Regions from separate parts of the Danio rerio genome. Here region 2 is linked to region 1. A link is a contact called in public Hi-C data. All regions are on one chromosome and are shown on one strand. Each heading gives the region's core, a stretch centred on a gene start, on an enhancer-like site or on the middle of the called end of the contact. The rest is flanking DNA. Distances are from core to core; before and after follow the strand shown. Region 1 holds the start of g6fl (g6f-like). Region 2 holds the start of zgc:165409.

What was found. Hi-C and Micro-C count contacts between places; a contact is called where the count stands out from the background.
Region 2: a Hi-C map of embryo shows a contact between it and region 1, with 3 times the contacts expected there. The contact joins the promoter of zgc:165409 here to the promoter of g6fl in region 1. A contact is called at or near these places in 7 of 18 Hi-C or Micro-C datasets (caudal fin, embryo, hematopoietic stem cells and 1 more) and 2 of 4 datasets of contacts at active chromatin or transcription factors (caudal fin and gastrula embryo).

Annotation. Positions count from the first base shown.
Region 1 is chr16:10,806,089-10,811,940 of GRCz12tu, reverse strand. g6fl (g6f-like) reads left to right here and starts at 1,677. Exons shown (of 12, transcript NM_001195242.1): 1 at 1,677-1,749. The coding sequence starts at 1,677.
Region 2 is chr16:10,979,590-10,985,362 of GRCz12tu, reverse strand. zgc:165409 reads right to left here and starts at 3,371. Exons shown (of 3, transcript NM_001098756.2): 1 at 2,714-3,371; 2 at 69-219. The coding sequence starts at 3,265.

The DNA.
Region 1 (5,852 bases), core at 428-2,927:
CTCTCTTTGTTAAAATGAATGATCGCTTGTTACTTTGCTGCTGCGATTCACTCGTGGTGTGAATCAGGTTTTACCCTTAAACATTGTTTGAATCCATCTTCAGGTCTGACTTGGTCCACTTTTAGCTTAGCTTAGCACAAATTATTAAATTGGATTAGACCATTAGCATCTCAGTTCATTCTTTCATTTTCTTTTAGGCTTAGTCTCTTTATTAATCAGGGATCGCCACAGCGGAATAAATCGCCAACTCATCCATCATATGTTTTACACAGAGGATGTCCTTCCAGCTGCAACCCAACACTGGGAAACACATACTCTTGCATTCACACACACACACACACACACACACTATGGCCAATTCAGCTTATACAACTCACCTGCACCACATGTCCTTGGACTGTAGGAGAAACCGTAGCACCCGGAGGAAACCCACGCAAACACGAGGAGAACATGCAAACTCCACACAGAAATGTCAACAGACCCAGCCGAGGCTCAAACCAGCGACCTTCTTTCTGTGAGGCGATTGTGTTACACACTCCGCCACAGTGACGCCCAGCATCTCAATAATTGATCAAAAAATAATTTAGCTAATTGAATTTTTAAAAGCTTGACTCTTCTGCAGTTACATCATGTACTAAAATGAAAAGTTACCATTTTCTTGGTTGATATGGCTATGGATATGACTAGTCAACTTAGAACTTTGCTGCTGTACCACAGCTGGAGCAGGAGCAATGATATTAAGCAGAGCTTGAAAATAGTTTCAGCTAAGTAAGGTAACAGTCCTGCATACCCTTGGGCTTGCTGCAGCCATGGTACGAAAGTATAGTTTGTTGATTATTACACCAGAATGACAGTATAATCCCTTGCCATATCGACCCAGTAAATAGTAACTTTTCATTTTCCACCATCTTAGTATGTAACTAAGAGTCAAGCTTTAAAAAAGTAAAATTAGCTAAATATTTTTTTATCAACTATTGAGATGCTTATGGTCTAATCCCATTCAATTATTTGTGCTAAGCTAAGCTAAGCTAAAATTAGACTAAGCCAGACTTGAAGACGGATTCAAAATATGGTTAAACTCAACTGTTTAAGGGTAAAGCCTCATTCACACTATTATCGACTCACAGCAGCAAAGCGACAAACGATCATTCATTTCAATGGAGAGTAAGCGACTTATGGCGGCTTCCGTCTTCATGAGCAACAGTGACCGTTGGCGACCAGTCGGGCGTATTGAGCGGCTTGATAAAATAGAGATTCCTTCAACTTTATTCAACTTTAACTTTGAATGGGAAAATTATCAAAACTTTTTTTTTTCTTTTTGGCAAGATGCTAATGGTCTAATCTGATCCAATAATCTATGCTAAGCAATGCTAAAGTGCTTGTTTACAACAAAGTGGAATCTTCCTTTAAAGCTTAACACAACAGCATGTGAATGCAGATGACATAGCTGAATATAAAGTAGTGTGCGTTATTTTTATCGGCTTCTAGATGTGTAATTTTGCTTCCGTTTTTCCTTATGTGTGTTGACATTTGTTCTGCTTATCAGTTTCTGTTAAGTTAATCTGTGTCAGGCCCTTTTCCTGCTTGTCCTCGTGGGCAAATGTGAAAAAAAGAAGACAAACCTCTTGAACTTTAGCTAACTAACTATTAAGGATATATTGCTTCCTAGAAGCATCATGAGGAAAAATGATCATGCTTTTATAATTGTTAGTTTTGGATTATGCGTAATCTTCTCTCCGCTCATGGCAGGTATGAAAATCTATGTAATTATTTTGTTTCTTGTTATATAAAGAATTTATATTACTACATATCATTTATAATTGTGTGTACATGTATGCCATACATTTAATATATCATGCTGGTATAAAATGCAGCCTATTCATGTAATTTATGAGTCTTCTTTTCACAAAAGTGCACAAAACACAAAAGTAACACAGGCGAGAGTTCAGCAGGGATAGTTTAGATGAGAACATGATGTGAAGGCACTCAATATTCCTTCACTTTAGTTTCTATGATATAAAGAAGAAATTGAAAAGTTAAATTTCCAAGTATAACTAATATACCGAAAAATCAAACACACATTAGGGACTGGAAGCACTTCTCTCTTATCTAAATGTACCACAGAGGCACTAAATTGCATTTGACTTATATTCATGGGCTGATTAACATAGATAACTGCTTATTACACAGCACTGCAGGGGGTTTCAGACTGGGATGGGAACCCCCTATAGGGGTCTGCAAGTTGGTTTTAGGGGGTCTATAGAAAATTCGGTGGGGAAAAACAATTTTAGTTCTGTATGCTTCACTTTTACATAGGTAAAATTAAAGGAGCCACGTTTAATACTATTTTAGATAACTTTGTTTATACTTAAGTAGTGCAAGAACATTTCCAAAGTTTAAAAAGTTATCATTAAATGAGTCGTAAACTACATATTTTTTGTAACGTTCTCCTAGGTCCATTTAAAATGTTTATTTTAGCATTTTAAACATGTAACTAAAAGTATTATAAGTGTTTTTATACCAAAAACAACATGACTTTGTTTTAATAGGCATGCTGCATTTCAGTGAATGTGTTCTGCTACTATTTTAACAATATTAGCTGAATTATGGCTGCTGTGACAAACCTGAAAGTGATATGAGTCATTTTAGTTAAAGACGTTTGAAACGATCTGTAACAGAAGAAGCAACAGTGAAACACTGTTACTCACACTAATGTGTTGCAACATAACTGTCAGATCTAACAAAGTCGGCAGTGCATCTTTTTATTTTCAGTCTTTTTCCAAAAAAAGAAATACCATCAATTTCTAAATAAAATTACTAAACAAATGCTTTCATGATGTAGTCTGGAACTGGGAGTATAACATATTTCTACACACACAAACACACACACACACACAAAACCTAAATGTGTCTTTTTTGTGGTCTCAACCAATCAAACCAAGAGAAACAAACTACACTCGACAAATGACATTTGCTGTTTGTTTAAACTACTTATTTAAAATTAGCTGAAACAACTTTTTTTTGTTTGTTTTTTGGGGGGAACAACTCAATTGTTTTATGTTCAATCCACTTATAAAAACGACTGATTTAACTTAATTCCTTAATGTTATCTCAATACATATTGATTGTGTGGAACACAGCATTTTTACAGTGCTCTGTAAGTGTGAATCTTGCCCCCAAAAACTAGCAAAATGGTTTGTCTCGTATGAAGACATATCATAAAAAACTGGTTCTGCGCAAATAGATAAAATAGCTTATTTGGTACTTCAAGATAAGAAAATACTTGCTAATAGAAAAACACTTACAGATTAAGAAAACATCTTCATCACACTGACAACACGCATGTTCACAAATACAACACACATTGTGCTCACAACACATATAAATGCCAAAACAGGCATAGTCTGAGTTTTGTTTTGTTGATAGCAACATCCTTTAACTTCAAGTTGTTCTGTAAGTATCACTTATAACATGGCATCAAACTATGTTTCATTTAACATTAAACATGCAATTTGTCAGATTATCAGGGCTTAAATGTACAAACATCAAGGTTCCATGAATAGGATGTTAAAAATCACCCCTCAAATCTCCGACAGTGCCCTTTACTAAACTAAACAGGAAACAGTCAGGCTGGTCACTTTTTTTGAGTCTCCTGACAATTTCCATTGTGGTCTGTGCTAGTTTGTTTTTGTTGATTTCATTGGTTTGGGCCAAAAAAAAGGACAAATTTGGTCTGGATCAGTGGTTCTTAAACTGTGGTACGTGTACCACTAATGGTGCGCAGGCTTACTTCTAGTGGTATGCGGAGGAATCGCTGAGTAGGAAGGTGCAAGCAGCGCAACGCACTCGTATACTCCAGGCGTACGCAGTTGAAAACATCTTAACCTTCTTAGAATGCCACACAGTGAGTCATGTGACAAGAACTGACAGATCAGCTTCATATTTTGTATGGAATATAATTCCGGTAGACTAATTATCTTAGACAAACACAGAACACCCAAACACTGCAGTCAGTGCTTTTTAATTTTCTCCATGAATAAAACTTGTATCAGAGTGCAATGTTTTGTCAGCTTGACATTCTTTCAAAAAAAGGTTACCTGGCAATCTACATACAAGTTAATGATTCAAAACTTTATATGTATAAGACATATAGCCTATATTTATAACACCCAAGCAACATTTGCTGGTTTTGATGAATAAGCTACTAAGTTAACACTTTACATTAAAGTACAGCAGTTTTCTTTTTACTTTAAGAACAGTGACATTTTTAATTAACTCTTAAAAACCACATTTTTATTTAAATGTTAAAAGTTTTAGTTTTTTTTTACCTGCAAGCTCAGTTAGGGCTCTATTTTGACGGTCCATGCGCAAAACGGAAAGCGAAGGGCGCAAACGCATTCAGGGCGTGTCATAATCCATATTTTCTAATATAAGGACGGGAAAATCCACTATGCGCCGTGGCGCATGATCTGAAAGGGTTGAGTTTATTTTCTTAATGAGTTATATGTGTGTTTTGAGAATAAACCAATCAGAGTCTCATCTCCTGTTCCCTTTAGGAGCCAGCTGCGTCACGCCATAAGCGCATTGCTATTTACATGACGTAAAGTAAGTTCACTTTCGCTTTTGCTCTCGTGGATAGGGAAACCTTACCGCACAGACATCAATTAGCCTATAAATAATTAATTTAGTTTAAGCGCAAATATTTGTTTTAAAAACTATTTTTAAATTTAGTTCTAATTTCCAGCAAACGAATAAATGAACAATAATAACAAAGTGTGGTCAAAATACTGAGTTATTTCCAAATACACCTGCCATGCCCCATATGGTCTAAAACCTGACAGGTGGACAAATCTAAGCTTGTTTTAATAAAACAAATATAAATATGCATATATTAAATAATACTTGTATAATAATAATAACATTATACAGAAGCAAATTGAATGAACTTAAAAGGCCTCCCGAGATGAAGGCAGTGGTTTTTAAATTCATGTAGGCTAGAAATTAATATGTATTGTAATATTTTAATCATTTATATCCTATATATATCCTTATTATATATATATCCTTAATATATTATATCTTGTTCATATGTAAAGATATTTGCGTATTGCTCTACATCTTGTGTGTAGTGTGTAAGCCAGGCGCACTTTGCGCCAGACAATAGACCGACTTTGTTCTGGTCTAAAGAACAGTCTATTTACAGTTTCTCAAAATAGCAATGCGCAAAAACACGCCTGCTTTTTTAGACCAGAACGCCTATGGGCGCACATATGAGTGCAAATGCATTTGCTGTTTAAACAGTGTGGCGCAATGCCTCAAAATGACCCTTGCTCCGAGCTAAAAATAACAAACAGCAATTGCGTTGCGCCTTGCGCCACATTACGCTGGGTGTATGATAGGGCCCTTAATGTTCAAATTATTTATAATGTTTAAAGTGGCTGACAATAATACTTATGCTTAATAAAAGGAATTAATATGCCTCATTTTTAAACTGTGCAGTGCTGTAGCTACATTATACTGTATTTCAATACTGGTCAGTATGGTGGTGCTTGGAGAGGCAATTTTTCTCTGAGGTTGTACTTGGTGAAAAAGATTTGAGAACCACTGGTCTGGATCATTTTGAATTTACACTCTCATTTTTAAATCAGAACCTAAATATACAAAACAAATAAAAATGCTTTAACAACATATATTTTGTGACTGACTTCACCAAACCCACAAAACAATGTTGTGATGTGCTTGCTTGTTGTGCATACATATTTTTAGCAGTTGAGAACTGGTGAAGAGCTTATAAAATGTGTCAAAACAGTGTCAGGAATTCCTCCATCACACACAAACGTAGATCTGCCATA
Region 2 (5,773 bases), core at 2,122-4,621, 170 kb before region 1:
TAATTCTGACTTCAACTGTATACATGTCCAAAAATCAATTAATATTTTATGAGATGTTGCCACCGTACCTTCGTGCCTCACTGCATTCCTTATATGGGTATCCGTGTGAACTTTAAAAGCATAATTTTCCTTTGCAATGAAAGGGCAGCAGGGACATTCAAAGCCCCCGTTTCGAAAGAACTCTTCTGCATCAGGCTTGGATTGAAAATGCGTAGGATGCTGTAAAACATGACAAACAATGATTTGTTATTAGTAATAAAGCAGTTGCTGTGCAAGAGTTATCAACCGTTAAAGAGGTGGTCCAGAGAGTATTTTCAAGGCTTGGTTGTGTTTATAAGATGCAAAGCAATGTGTGCTCATGCTTTATTTGTAGAAAAATCTCATTTTTAATCTTTTTTATACATCTTACTCAGATAATATACAGCTACTCAGCTTACATTAAAATGACATTTATAAAATGTCATATATTTCCTAGTTCCTCCGAAAGTTCAAGAGGCTCTGATTGGTCGGCTAACATACTGTGCTGTGATTCTCGGATCAGCTCTATGTCACCAGGAAAAGCGTCACGCCCCTAAAAGCATGCGCTTTTGCGATGTGTAAACAGTCTGAGTAGCTGTTAGCCATATCAGTTTGTGCCTCAATCGGACAGAAAAATGACACAGAGGACACAGCTGAACCGCACACCTGCACTCTAAAATAAAATCTGACAAGAGTCTTTCACGTATATTCAGAATAAGCATGTGTAAGTAATGTGTAATGCACGGAAATCGGCCGCATAGTCAGACAGTGCATTGCTGGTGAAGATTGTGGCTGTTTACAGAGGTTTTTGACGCCCCTTTGCTGCGCAGGGTGTATGCGCATGGTGAATTTGCATAACCTGAAGCGTTTGTGATCTCACTAGCCTGAATGTATTTTTTTGTAGTCCCCAAACTTCGTTCTCAGTAGGCTTTGCTAAGCTAACGTTGTAAAAGCCAATGCCTCTCTTTGCATTAAACTTTGAGCGTCTTACATTCAGAGATGTTTTTTGTGTTCACAGAGATACATTACACATCAACTGAAGTTTAAAATAGGATATCGTAGTGGACCAACCCTTTGAATATAGGATATGTGACTGAGTGAGTGTTTTGTGTGTTGGCAGTGAAATCCATCTAAAGCCCCTTTCCCACTGCATTTTCACTTCAGTTTAATGTCGGTTAAAGTGTGATCATCACTATCGTTCCACTACGTCTACTGCAATGACATCCTGAAAAACTTTCATTTCAGGTCATCCTTCCTGCTCTCACTGGATCTACTCTTTGGCTACTAACTTGCATCTGGTCCTCCTCTACTGACCAGGATGCAGGCATTTCAGGCGTCTTTAACTTGTATAAAATGGTTTAATATAGTAGTTTTGGTTTCTGGTGTCACTAGGCATGAAATGAAAACCGTTTTTAAAGTATTGCGGTTTGGGAAATTCAAGGTTTTAAAACCCGCAAAAATATTCTGCTATACCAATCCTATGGTGTGTGTGTAGAATTTTATATTTACGGTTCTTTTTTCTTTAGGACAAGAGCATCTCCAGCAGAAAAGATATCCAAAGATGCAATTTTAAATTGTAAAGAAATCTGTTTTTGAAACTAATGAAGTAAGCAAAAGTAAATGATTAATGTGAATTATTTAGCCTGACATGTTTACTGCTCCAAAATATTATAAACGTTGCTCAAAAAATAAAACTATATTGTGTTTAATGGGGGAAAACAAATTGTTTTTTACCCAGACATTTAAAAAGAATATGTTTTAGAGCACTAATCCCAATACCGTCAAATCATAATATTTTTATCCAAGGAATTCTATACCAGCCCATACCTAGGTGTCACAAATCCAATTACACAAGTAGTGCAGATTCTCTCTGACCAATCAATGATTAGAAGTGTGTACACGTCATGCTTTAGTAAATGTTTGGCTTGCTTGGAAGCTCACCAGAGGTGGTATTAAATCCCAGGTACTAGGCATGGAATGCAGTTAAAAAGCTTTCAAAAGTAACAGGGATTGGAACAGAGCCCTAAAGGGATAGTTCACCCAAAAATTTCAGTTTACTTATTATTTACTCTCCCTCAAGTGGTTTCATCCAAACCTTTATGTTTCTTTCTTCGGTTGAACACAGAAGAGGATAATTTGAAGACAGCTCAAAACCTGTAACCATTGACTTCTATAAGAGCAAAAACAAATACTATGGAGGTCAGTGGTTACAAATTTTCAGCATTCTTCAATTTACTTCTTTTGTTATCAACAGAAGAAACTCATGAACCAAGTAAATGGTAAGTAATGAGTCCTATAGCATGAGGAGAATCACTTACAGTTACACTTCTGTATTTGTCAATAATACAACCTGGATTTCTTACGTACAACATTTTATCTTTCAATACCTGCTCAAGTTTTCAAGATGTCAACAAGTCCTTCTCCTCAAATGCTATTAAGCTTTAAATTGTGGCATATATTGCATTTGACGCCATTTGGGATTGGAAATTTTAAACATTATTAGAATAAACATATCATATATATTTACAGTTGTTTGTGCAAGTCATTCTCCTCAAAAGTAGATTCCACGTGAGAGTTCTCTTTAACTGTATGTTTTTGTTTTTTATATGGCTAAACATCCACACTAACATCATTTATAGTTTTTTAAATAAACATTCCTGGGAGAAACAAATGCAGTTTTCTTCTTTAAGGTTACCTTAATCACAGGTGCCATTGAAAGCGTGGTTTTCCTCGGCTGTTGCGGTTCCTGAGCCGTTTCTTCCAGGCTGAGAGCGATTTCAACCGCGCGTGCAAAAGTCAGCGCGTCCTCGGAGAGCAATCTTTTTTGGCATGCTTCATTTTGTAGTCCGTTAACAAATCGATCACGTAAAGCGTCTTCAAAACTTGCCCCAAAATCACATTTGGCCGCATATTCTGCGAGTTCATCGACATACTGGGAAATAGTTTTATCCGGTTTTTGAACACGGCGCTGAAACCGCAAGCGTTCGGCTTTTATTAACTCCTTGTTTTCAAAGTGTGCTTGTAGTATACTGACAATCTCGCTAAATGTTTTATCCTTAGGCTTTAATGGTTGAACTAGATCCCGCAATAATCTGTAAGTGGAAGCTCCCATAGCAGTAAGCAAAGTCGCCACTTGCTTTGTATCGTCCACATCATTAGCGATCATGAACAATTCTACCCGCTCAACATATGCAGACCACGATTCATGTTCTGGCTCATACTCATCCAGTCGTCCGATTCGGGCCATATTCCGTCAAACAACTTTCTTCGTCGCTAGTTTACTTTGAATTAACGAGTCAAAACATATCAGCAAATTTCTTCTTCGTCTTCTTTTTCTTCTTCATCTTGTTTCTGGGGAGTTGCGCACCAGCGTTAACTGTGCATAGCGCCACCAACTATATTGGAGTGGGTAAAAATGGCTTCATTGCTTTAAAATCTTGCTTTTTAATATACACATACATACAGCCGATTTCTTACAGATAATTAAACAGGCTGTAGCAACATTTCTTGTGTCCTAACTTCTGTTCTGTTTTCAGTCATTGTTTTAACTTAAACTTTATTCTCTTCTTTTTTGTCTGAGTTTAAAATATTTTCCCAGTAATCTTCAATCCTTTTTTTTGTTTGTTTTATCATTATGATTTAAATTTCTTTTGCTAATTTGTCAGCTCTTTTACTTCTTTAAACCTCTATATTACAGATACTGATCTTTCACATATTTATATACCAATATTTATACATAACCTATTATCATTATATAAAGCAGAACTGAGAGATTGTGTACTTTGCAGTTTTATTTCCTTTAAGATTTCCTTATTTTCATTGTGCACACAATTGATAAATGCAGACAACTAGAGACCATTACCCTGTTTATTAAGTCTAAAAAATATTTAAGTACAATAGAAAATAAAGCGACAATTAAGATTCTGGAAAAGAATATTACAAGTTGTAAACATAATACTTCCCAAGTGATGTTTAATGGAAAGAAGATTTGTCAATACATTTCTAAACATAATAGTTTTGACAACTAATTTCTAATAACTTATTTAAGTATTCAGCTTAAAATGCTTAATTTAAAGGCAATTAAAAAGCTTAATTAGGTGAACTATATGCAAGTTATGGAATAAAAGTAGTTTGATCTGTACTTAATAAAAGAACAAAAAATTTAAAGGGCATAATAATATTGACCTTAAAATGTATTAATTAACAATTCAATTAATTATTTAAAACAATAATAAAAACTGCTTTTATTGAAGCCAAACTAAAATAAATAATACTTTCTCCAAAATAAAATTAAAAATCATAGTAAATACTGTTAAAATTGCATTGCTTCCTTAATCATCACTTAAGAAATTTTGGAAAATGAAGACAAATATCACAGGGAATTGATAACATAGCAGAAAAAGTACTGTCAGGCCATTTTTGAGCTGTAATGTCAGGTTCCCATAATGCAACTCTAAAGCATAAACAAATGGACAACACCTATAAACCACAAACTATGGGAAAAGATTCCTTAGCAGACATTTTTACAGTATGTTGTTTATAACGGAACACATTAAAGTATAAATGGAAAAAAAATTATATTTTCAAAGTGCAGCAAGATATTCCACTAACAACAATAAAAATAAAAATAAAAACCTTTAATAGTGTATTTTGATCCTGGACTCATTTCATCTTAATCTACTTATAAACATTCACAGACAAAACAACCTGAAACAATGGCACAAGACAAAATAATATAAACGACAATCCATATGCAGGAACAGAAAAACAAGTATAATATGTGCAACTGATAATATCCCTTCATTCTTTCATCGAAGTCTTCAAGTATAGGCACTATAGAAAAGAACCTTTAGAGAGTTAAAGTGTTAGGTGACGCACTGGCTTTTTAAAAGGCTTTTTGACTTTTTTTTTTCAGACTAATGTAAAAGAAACATCTAAAATGTAAATCTTTTGTCACATTTGATCATTTCGTGTCTTTACATTTCAGTTACAGGGGTCGTTTTCTCATTTTCACTTCAGCAGATTTACACATGCACTAAACTCTACTATTTCGAATGTTATGATTCGATTAGATGGACGTTACCAGTGGTTATCAGCTGATAGATATGGACCAGTAGAGGTCTTCTGCGCCTACTGGAAGAGTCAGAAGGCCGTTATCATCCATCCACATAGCTAATCAGCTACAGATCACGTACAGCTGCGGCCAGAGTTAATGAGAATTATTTATTCATTCCTTTATTTTCTTTTTAGCTCAGTCCCCTTTATTAATCTGGGGTCGCCACAGCGACCAACTTATCCAGCACATTTTTACGCAGCGGATGCCCTTTGAACCCCAACCCATCGCTAGGAAAGAGAATTGTTTATATTATTTATTAAATTTCCCATTAATTGAATTTATTAACGTCTACCCAACCCAAAACCCAACACCCAACTGTCACAGTAATGTAAAAACAGACCTGGATCTGGAGTCTTCTCTATTAGTATAGCTGATTAACCACGTGGATGGATGATAATGGCCTTCTGTGGCTACCAGTAGGCGCAAAGGGCCACTACTGGCCCATATCTATCTGCTGATAACTAATGATACCACCCATTCAATCGAGTGATAACATTCAAAGCAGGTGACTATTTTATTTTCATATCTACATTGTTAAAGTATTGTACCCTGTATATGCCCCGTGTGAAGTATATACCCTGATTATATACATCATTTTATTCCTTTAAAATTCTGGCAGTATTTAACAGGGCCACAGCT